Regions from separate parts of the Pan troglodytes genome. Here regions 1 and 3 are each linked to region 2. A link is a contact called in public HiChIP or PLAC-seq data. All regions are on one chromosome and are shown on one strand. The core of a region is the stretch at or near the end of the contact, and the rest is flanking DNA. Distances in the headings are between cores, read along the strand shown. Region 1 holds the start of PCF11 (PCF11 cleavage and polyadenylation factor subunit). Region 2 holds the start of PRCP (prolylcarboxypeptidase). Region 3 holds the start of RAB30 (RAB30, member RAS oncogene family).

Region 1 (2,700 bases), core at 107-2,606, 250 kb after region 2:
ATTATTGAGATTATAAATACTTATTCAACAATACTTCTTAGCTTCAAATGAGGGAAGACCAGTTTTCCTCCCCAGGTTTTACTTTTCATTCATGTGTGATATCATGCTAAGAAAAAAATGGAAAATACATGTCAAAACTTAACCTTTGCAGCACACTTTATGCAGTTCAGTATGTTTCAATTAGACAACAATAAAGATGCTAAAAAACTCAAAGAAACAAAAAGAAGAAATGAAAATGTTACTTTATATGGGACAAGTAAAGAGTAGTTTGTTTGTTTGTTTATTTTTTGAGAGAGAGTTTCACTCTGTCGCCCAGGCTGGAGTGCGGTGGTGCGATCTCGGCTCACTGCAACCTCTGCCTCCCGAGTTCAAGTGATCCTGCCTTAGCCTCCCAAGTAGCTGGAATTACAGGCGGCCGCCACCATGCCTGGCTAAGTTTATTTTTTAAGAGCAATTTCTTCTGGGGAGCAACAAATTATCTCTCAAATGCCTAGTAGCCTACGGAAGGCAATGGAAGAGCAATTTTAGGTAATTGACACTTTTTTTTTTTTTGAGACAGACTCTCGCTGTCACCAGCCTGGAGTACAGTGGCGTGATCTCGGCTCACTGCAACCTCCACCTCCCGGGTTCAAGCGGTTCTCCTGCCTCTGCCTCCCGAGTAGCTGGGACTACTATAGGCGCACGCCACCACGCCCAGCTAATTTTTGTATTTTTAGTAGAGACGGGGTTTCACCATGTTGGCCAGGAAGGTCTCGATCTCTTGATCTCGTGATCCGCCCGCCTCGGCCTCCCAAAGTGCTGGGATTACAGGCGTAAGCCACCGCGCCCAGCCCGTAATGGACACATTTTAAAAGCTTATATTTAGGTCAATATCGCTACTCAATGAAAAAATTACGTTTGGTTTGTGTTATGTCGCAGCTCCACGGTGAACTATTTGAAAGCTTTGTGTGTTTTACGAGCATCATTTCCAACCTGGGAAGACAGCCCCACAAGTTTAAAACAAAAGTGCATGCGCGTGTGTGTTTTCCTACGTGCCCCAAATAGTGTATGCTAAGGAGGTTCTGAAATGCAGATTCACAGTGGAGATATTACGGTCCAGCTGGGTGTGGCTGTTGTGAAAAACTCTTCCTAGAGCTCATAGTGGGCTCCTTAAAGAGCTCCTCCAAACCCCCAAGGAAAAAGCCTTTCACACTTAACCTCTAAATAAAAGGCATTTTCCTGGGGATTCAAGTCAGGCAAGCTCGCCTAGGTATTTTTGTGGGTGTGGGAAGCGGCGTGCTGGAAGAAACTCTCCAGCAGTGCTTTCCGAAGTTCCGGGTAAATTCGGCACCTCCCTCCCACTTCCCAGTTCCCAGAGGGGCAGCTGGACCCGCCCTGGCTCTCCAGAGCACCTGAGACGCTAAGGGAGAGGGGGTGCGGCGGCAGAAAGCCTCCGCTCCCTCCAACCCCCACCGTCGGTAGCCGCTACGGGGCAGGCGGGAGGAAAGATGATTGACAGGCCCGCTCAGTGGCTGGGAAGCTAGAGGGAGGGACGAAGAGGGGACGGCTGAGTCTTCTTCTTAAAGTGGTTGGGTTGGGCCGCGGGAACTGCCTTCCCAGGCCTATTGGCTTCCCTGAATGGGTTGTTATGGTAACAAATGACCGAACAGTCCCTTATGAATCGGCCAATGAGAAGGGCCGTCTTTTCCAGTGCGCCTCCGAACAGTAGATGTTGCGAAAGTCCGGGTAGAGGCCGGAGAAGAAGGCGGTGCCAGGACGTCCTGCGGAAGGGCCGGGGGCGGGGCTCGTGACGTTGCCGGGCCAGCCAATCACGCCTGGTTTTATCAGCGGCCCCGCCCTTTTACCGCACATTTCCCCTCCCCTAGTTCATTTCGCACGACGCAGCGGTTGGGAACACAGACATTTTCGGAGCTGGAGCCGCCACTGCCGCCGCCATTTTGTGTCTGCGGAGAAAGAAGCTTCTGTGGCGGCTGGAAGTGGACGGAGATCACCCGCGAGACGGCGGCGTTTCATACCCGAGGTTCCCCCTGTGTCGTCCCCCATCCCCCCTCCGCGGTCAGCATGTGGTGAAGCCGGAGCCGCGAGAGAGCCGGGGAGAGGAAGAGGAGTCGGAAGGGAGGCGGGGTATCCAGAGCGGCTTCAGCTTCAGCTGCAGCGGACCTCGGAGGGGGGCCGCGGCGCAATGTCAGAGCAGACGCCGGCCGAGGCCGGTGCTGCGGGGGCCCGGGAGGACGCCTGTCGGGATTATCAGTCATCGCTCGAAGACCTGACCTTCAATAGCAAGCCGCACATCAATATGCTGACCATTCTAGCCGAGGAGAACCTGCCCTTCGCCAAGGAGATCGTCTCTCTCATCGAGGCCCAAACCGCCAAGGTTTTTATACACCCCGCAGCCTCCTATTACTTCTAATACTCCCTGATTTTAGTGTCAGCCTCATCCCAGGTCTCGCTTCCATCCCAAGGGGGACAGTGTTCCTTCTCTCCAACCCCCCCACCCCCCTCCAACTCAGGCTCGGTCTTTGGCCCAGGCTTCGAGCATGGGCCTCTGGGGGGGAGGGAGTGGGAAGGATAAAGGGTGGAGTCCCACTTCCGCTTTCCAACTCCCTTTTTAGGCCACCGCATTGTATATCCCGACACACACACGCTTTGAATAGAGCCCTTTGGGGTGGGGGAGACTTAAAGGCAGTTTGTGGTTTGGGG
Region 2 (2,700 bases), core at 162-2,661:
CGGGAGGGATGTGGGGTTGGTTGGCAAGTGTAGGCTGCCGAGGGCCCTTAAGGCCGGCCGGAGGGCTATGGTGGCCCAGGGCGCCAGAAAAGACAGAAGCAGGAGCAGGAGGGCTCGGCGGCCCATGGCTCAGGCTGGAGACTGCAGTGCGGGTGGGAGGGCGAAAAGGAGGCCAGCAGAAGCGCACAGGCTAAGCCCTGCCCAGCCTGCAGCTCCGCCCGCCGCAAAACAGCTCCTCCCAGGGGAAACCCAAAGCCAGCCAGCTCCTCAGAGACGCCGCCCAAGCCAGGTCACCACAGCCACTCCGCCCCCATCCCCGAGGACACCGCCTCCACTCCACTTTCCTCTCGTGCCATCTGCTCCTTAGCACTCACCTTCATTGCAGTCACACCCCAAGTCTGCCCTTATCATGCTAGGGCCTTTTCCTACCTCATCGCTGTAGCCCATGCTTTATCTATAGCGCCCCCGAAGCCCACCTGTCCTTCAGGTCACCCAATATCCCTACCATTATTATCACCACCAAACCCTGCCCTGGCCGCCCCAATTCCATTGCGACACCTCCTGCCTTCCGCAAATCCTACATAATGGCAATAACAGCTACCATGACAATTTATTGAAGGTTCACTACAGGCCAGTGTATCACGAGGCAGGAAGGCACACGCATCATCTCCTCTAACTAAATCGTCACAGCAATCTTGTGCGTCGTATATGATTGTTATTCCCATCTACAGATGTGGAAACTGAGGCTCAGAGAGGTGCGGGAACTTGCACTAGATCACTCAGCAGTGAGCGGAGCACGTCGTCGCAGACCGCTGGGTCCAGGTCCAAAGACTGTGCTCCTTGCACCCACCTCCATCATGGAGCCTAACCACTCCCTATGATACTCCGTTCTTGGGTCACCCCAAAACTGTGTTGCTCGCACAACCCATCCATTACACAGGTCGCCCCGGGTCCACATCGCCCCTAAATCCCGCCAGGTCCCGGTCCCTTCTTTCAAATAACGCCCCCTTTCTTCTCCGGCACCCGAAAACCCACTCCGCGCTCCACCCCCCTCCTGCCTCCTGCCACCGCCCCCTTCCTCCCTCCGCCCGTGGGTAGTGCTAGCCCCTAGGACAGCGCCGGGTCTGGCTTCCAAAGCTCCCTCAACCCTCTTCACCCAGCTTCCATTCCCTCTTTCAGTCACCCCGCCAGACCCCAGGGCGCTGCGGCTCACTCCACACTTCCCCGGGATCCCTACGCCCAGGAGGCTCAGCGAAGCTCCAAATCCAATTTTACGGACTGTACTACTGATCCACCTGTCGGGGAGAAAGACTCTACCCGCAGTTTGACGAAAATGGTCGTTCCCAGATGCTTGTAGGATTTCCTCGCTAAGCTCCACCCTCTGCGGCGCCTTCTTCTGATTGCCTCTGAGTAATCAGAGCCAAAGCGTTACTTCCGGCGGAAAAGGACGCGGGAGATTCGATTGGAAGGCTGCCGGCGTGCTACTGAGTTCGGCCGGTCCGAGTCACTGTGCGTCGCCTGGGCCCGTTCCTGGTCTTCTCCCCCAGGTGAGCTGGGTAAAGGGGTTCTCGGGAAGCCCAAGAGCCGGAGACTCCTAAGGAGGCTCTTAACTTCATTATGAATGAGACCCACCCAGAGCCCGGCGCTTGTTTTTTCACAAGTGGTTCTCTGTAAACGGGCAGCCATGAGGGTAACAGAATATAAACGTCAGTTATTTTATTTTAGACTCAGTGCTTTTGCAATCACCTAACGAACGTTTATTGAACACTTACAGTGCCATCGAGCTAGACTCGGAGTGAGCTTTTAGAATCGGAAATAGGAAAAGGCGCGACTCTTGTTTCTGTAATGTGCAAATACGTATTCAGCGGGCCACTGTGCAGAGTAGTACGTGCTGAAAGGGGATCTTCCAAAATGCTGTGATGGCTTAGAAGGAACATACTTTAACTGAGCCATGTGCTTAAACCAGAGCTTGAAAGTTTTCTTCCTTTTCACATCCTGCCAGTCCCTACCAGCCTCTTGAATATCTCATCTGTTCACTTCTCTCCGTTTTTTACTGACGTTATTTTGGTTCGACCCTATGACTGCTACATAGCTGTGATAGTAACCCCCCCTCCCCCCCCCGCCCCAGCTGGTTCTCCTGCTTTCAATCTTGCTACCTTCCAGTCCAGTCTCCGCATTGCTGGGCTGATAAAGTTCATATTTGACCGAGGCACTCCCCATTGAAAACCTTTCAGTCGCTCCTATTTGCCCTCAGGTTTAAGCCCAAAGTCTTTAACATGACTTGCAGACTCTTTCCTATCTGACTTTTGCCTGGCTCTTCAGCCCTAGTGGTTTTCCACCGCTCCAGCCATATAGAATGTCTTTTGTGTTCCTGAAGTGCACTATCCTTCTCACCCCAAACCGTCTTCTGACCCTGTCCCTGACCTGGCTAATTCTTAGTCAGTTTGCAAAGCCTTTTAAATCAGAAACCCTTTCCTGACCCCACAGGACTGGATCACAGAGCACCAAGTAATTATTTGTTTATTCTGCAGATAGTTAAATGCTTCTTTCGTCTGTGCCAAGAACTGCTAGGTACTGAGATCCAATGATGAACAAGGTAGATTCCTGTTCTAATGGAACTTACCTTTTATGGATGGAATTAAGGAGAATTTACAAGGAAACTATGTGAATTAGACTGGTCTAAGAAGACCTTTCCAAGGA
Region 3 (2,700 bases), core at 48-2,547, 170 kb after region 2:
ATTAATAACTAGTGCTCGTCCAAGCGACATTCAAATGTTCTAAAGTAGTGCGACCACATTAAATCACTGTCTCCATTTCTCCCCACGCATCACCCCTTCCCACTCAAACCTCAGCTCTAGGGCCGTGTGTGACAGGACTGCAGTCCCCCACCTCTGCCTTCCTCAGATTTTCCAAGAGCACTCCCCAACATCCTTCCCAGCCCAGCCCCCTCTCTCCGCCTCAAAAAGGTTGAGAGGAGTTGCGACTAGGGAATTGGCAGGCACCCGTCCTCTGGCGGGGGAAGGTTGCTGGAGTTGTTCTTTGCAGTGACCCAAATGGCACAGAGCTTTTCCCCTCAGCAGTGCCTGCAAGCCTCTCCCCAATCCCCCCGACCTCCCCACCGCTCACAGCTTCCCAAAAGAAAGCCTTGAGAACTAAGCGGGAGGAATAACTTGGTAGAAGCATTTGAATAAATCACTTCAACTCACCTGGTTTGGGATTTTTCTCCCCACCCCAGGCATAAACAGAAATGGATGTGCGAATGAGTCACGCACGCAAGGGAAGGTCTGCGATGTCCTGAGTCCAAGGGCTGGAGTCAGTCCCTGCCCTGGTGCTGCGGCTACACTTAGCTCAGCTGGAGCGAGCGGCAATCGCAAGCCCAGCAGCAGCAGGGGGTGGAGAGACCGTAGCACAATGAATGCAGTGGGGCTTTTGCAATGACATCATCCCTCTGTCCAAACGTCCCCAATAGCCATGCTCGGGAGCGGTGCTTTCTGGGAACTGTGGTCTTCTTACGTCCTGGAGGGATACCTAGGCAATCCCCGAAACTACAATGCCCAAAATGCTCCAAGTGGGAAGCGCCCAGAGTGAAGGAGCAAAGGGGACTCGGCCGCCATGTTAGGAGTACTGGGACGATTCCGCGGAGCCGGGCAGAGGTTTTAGGGGTGCGCGGGAGTCAAGTGGTGGTTCAGTGGGGACGGTGAGGTGGAGGACGACCTGGTCGGATAGCCGCGGGCACGAACCTGGGAACCAGAGGGTGGAGGCCATGCTGGGGACTGATGTAGGGCGGGACCGACTGGAAGCGGCATCCAGAGGCCCAGTGAGCCTCGGTCTCAGCTCCTGAAGGGGTTGCATGGGGCCCTACGCTTCCTTCTCCATTTTTTAGCTAAGAGATTGAGAGAGTCGGTTTACTTTTGGGCTTGGAGTATCATTTAGATCTGTTAACAGTACAGTTGAGAGAGTTGGTGTCTTTTGTTGAGGTGCGAGGACCCGAGGCGGCGACCCTCGCCTTTATTCGGAGAAGCCCACTTCCACCCACAGAGTTGGGGTAGTCCTCCGAAATGCATTTTTGTTTTGCCGTTTGTTTTCCAACCCCCTTTCACTCTCCCCAAAGCTTCAGATTCACTGATTTTTCATACAGGAATGATTAACAAAGGCGTCCGAAGAAATCGTTGTTGGAAGGTGGCCAAAGTGGAAAGAGAGGTTGCTTTGGCCCTGCAAGTAAGAAGAGAGAAGGAATAGCCTGAAGGAGTAACACTAAATTTAAAATGACACTTTTTTACCAACCAGCGAAAGCAGATGTTCAAAGGGGATATTGGCCAGGTGCGGTCGCTCACGCCTTTAATCCCAGCACTTTGGGGGCAGACGCGGGGAGATAGCGTGATACTAGGAGTCCAACCCCGGCCTGGGCAACATGCGGAGACCCCGTACCGTCTCTACAAAAACATTAAACAAAAAAATTAGCTGGGCATGGTGGTGTACCCCTGTAGTTGCAGCTACACTAGAGGCTGAGGTGGGAGGATCTCTGAGCCCGGGATGTTGAGGCTGCAGTGAGCCTCGATCCTACCACTGTGCTCCAGCCTGGGCGACAGCAAGCCCGTGTCTCAGAAAAGGCGGGAGGGGTGGGATATTATTGATGATAGGCCTTCTGACGTCTGGCAATAGATTACAGAGTAACATCGGTCATGGATAAATTTTTTTTTTAACTAAGTGACTGAAACCAAAGTTAATTGTCTTTTGAGTGATTTTGCACAGTATCTCAAAATGAACTGTACTTTTTTTCTTGTGTCACTGAAACAGTGCTGTGTGTTCTTTTTCAGAGTCTGTCACACTAAGATGAGAAATATCCTTTCTTCCTGAAGGTGTCTGACGTGTAAAAATACTGATATACTTTGTGCTGTTTCCTCCCTTCCCTTTTGCACATTATTCTGAAACAACATTAACTAGTTACTTTGCGTCATTGAAGGTATGCACTTCCCCTCTATGTTAGGAGTGAATAAAATTAAAAATAGATCCTTATAGCAAAGAAAGGCAGATAGAATGATTAAAAATGACCAAAACATGTTAGAAACAGTCTCTCAGGTGTATGCAGATGGTAATTACAAAAATACTTTTTCGAAAAATGATCTTCTGTGTCATGTTTCTGGGAACAAGTCAAGATGAATGAGTTTGATTTTTAAGCAGAAGTAGTATGTGTTGGTGTCATCCATGAATACACCAGTGAAAAAGCCTCAAAGTTGTTGTTATTCAGAAACTTCTCTAAGTAATGGTGGTAAGTACAGGAAAAGGAACAATGTCTACCATTTTCTTTCTAACCTTCGATTTAACTATTGTAATGTTGTAAGCTTAACAGAGATTTACACTTAGGCTTAATTTCAAGCTCTTCAATCATTTTTCCCGGTTGGTGATTCAGGTGTATTCTCATGTCTTATGTAAACTTA

Evidence for each region. HiChIP or PLAC-seq counts read pairs in DNA pulled down with a chosen protein or histone mark.
Region 1: an H3K4me3 HiChIP or PLAC-seq map of stem cell-derived excitatory neurons shows a contact between it and region 2, with 6 times the contacts expected there. The contact joins the promoter of PCF11 here to the promoter of PRCP in region 2. A contact is called at or near these places in 2 of 7 Hi-C or Micro-C datasets (blood and stem cell-derived neural progenitor cells) and 1 of 1 datasets of contacts at active chromatin or transcription factors (stem cell-derived excitatory neurons).
Region 3: an H3K4me3 HiChIP or PLAC-seq map of stem cell-derived excitatory neurons shows a contact between it and region 2, with 2.9 times the contacts expected there. The contact joins the promoter of RAB30 here to the promoter of PRCP in region 2. A contact is called at or near these places in 1 of 7 Hi-C or Micro-C datasets (stem cell-derived neural progenitor cells) and 1 of 1 datasets of contacts at active chromatin or transcription factors (stem cell-derived excitatory neurons).

What each region holds. Positions count from the first base shown.
Region 1 is chr9:85,182,860-85,185,559 of NHGRI_mPanTro3-v2.0_pri, forward strand. It overlaps PCF11 (PCF11 cleavage and polyadenylation factor subunit), which reads left to right and starts at 1,357. Exons shown (of 15, transcript XM_054661583.2): 1 at 1,357-2,374. The coding sequence starts at 2,183. It also overlaps the pseudogene LOC107967299.
Region 2 is chr9:84,929,368-84,932,067 of NHGRI_mPanTro3-v2.0_pri, forward strand. PRCP (prolylcarboxypeptidase) reads right to left here and starts at 1,412. Exons shown (of 9, transcript XM_009423827.5): 1 at 1,318-1,412. DDIAS (DNA damage induced apoptosis suppressor) reads left to right here. Exons shown (of 6, transcript XM_054661577.2): 1 at 1-289; 2 at 1,180-1,547.
Region 3 is chr9:85,100,172-85,102,871 of NHGRI_mPanTro3-v2.0_pri, forward strand. It overlaps RAB30 (RAB30, member RAS oncogene family), which reads right to left and starts at 1,298. Exons shown (of 5, transcript XM_001175176.6): 1 at 469-1,298. LOC100610822 (a long non-coding RNA gene) reads left to right here and starts at 837. Exons shown (of 4, transcript XR_672992.5): 1 at 837-924; 2 at 1,401-1,582; 3 at 2,080-2,225.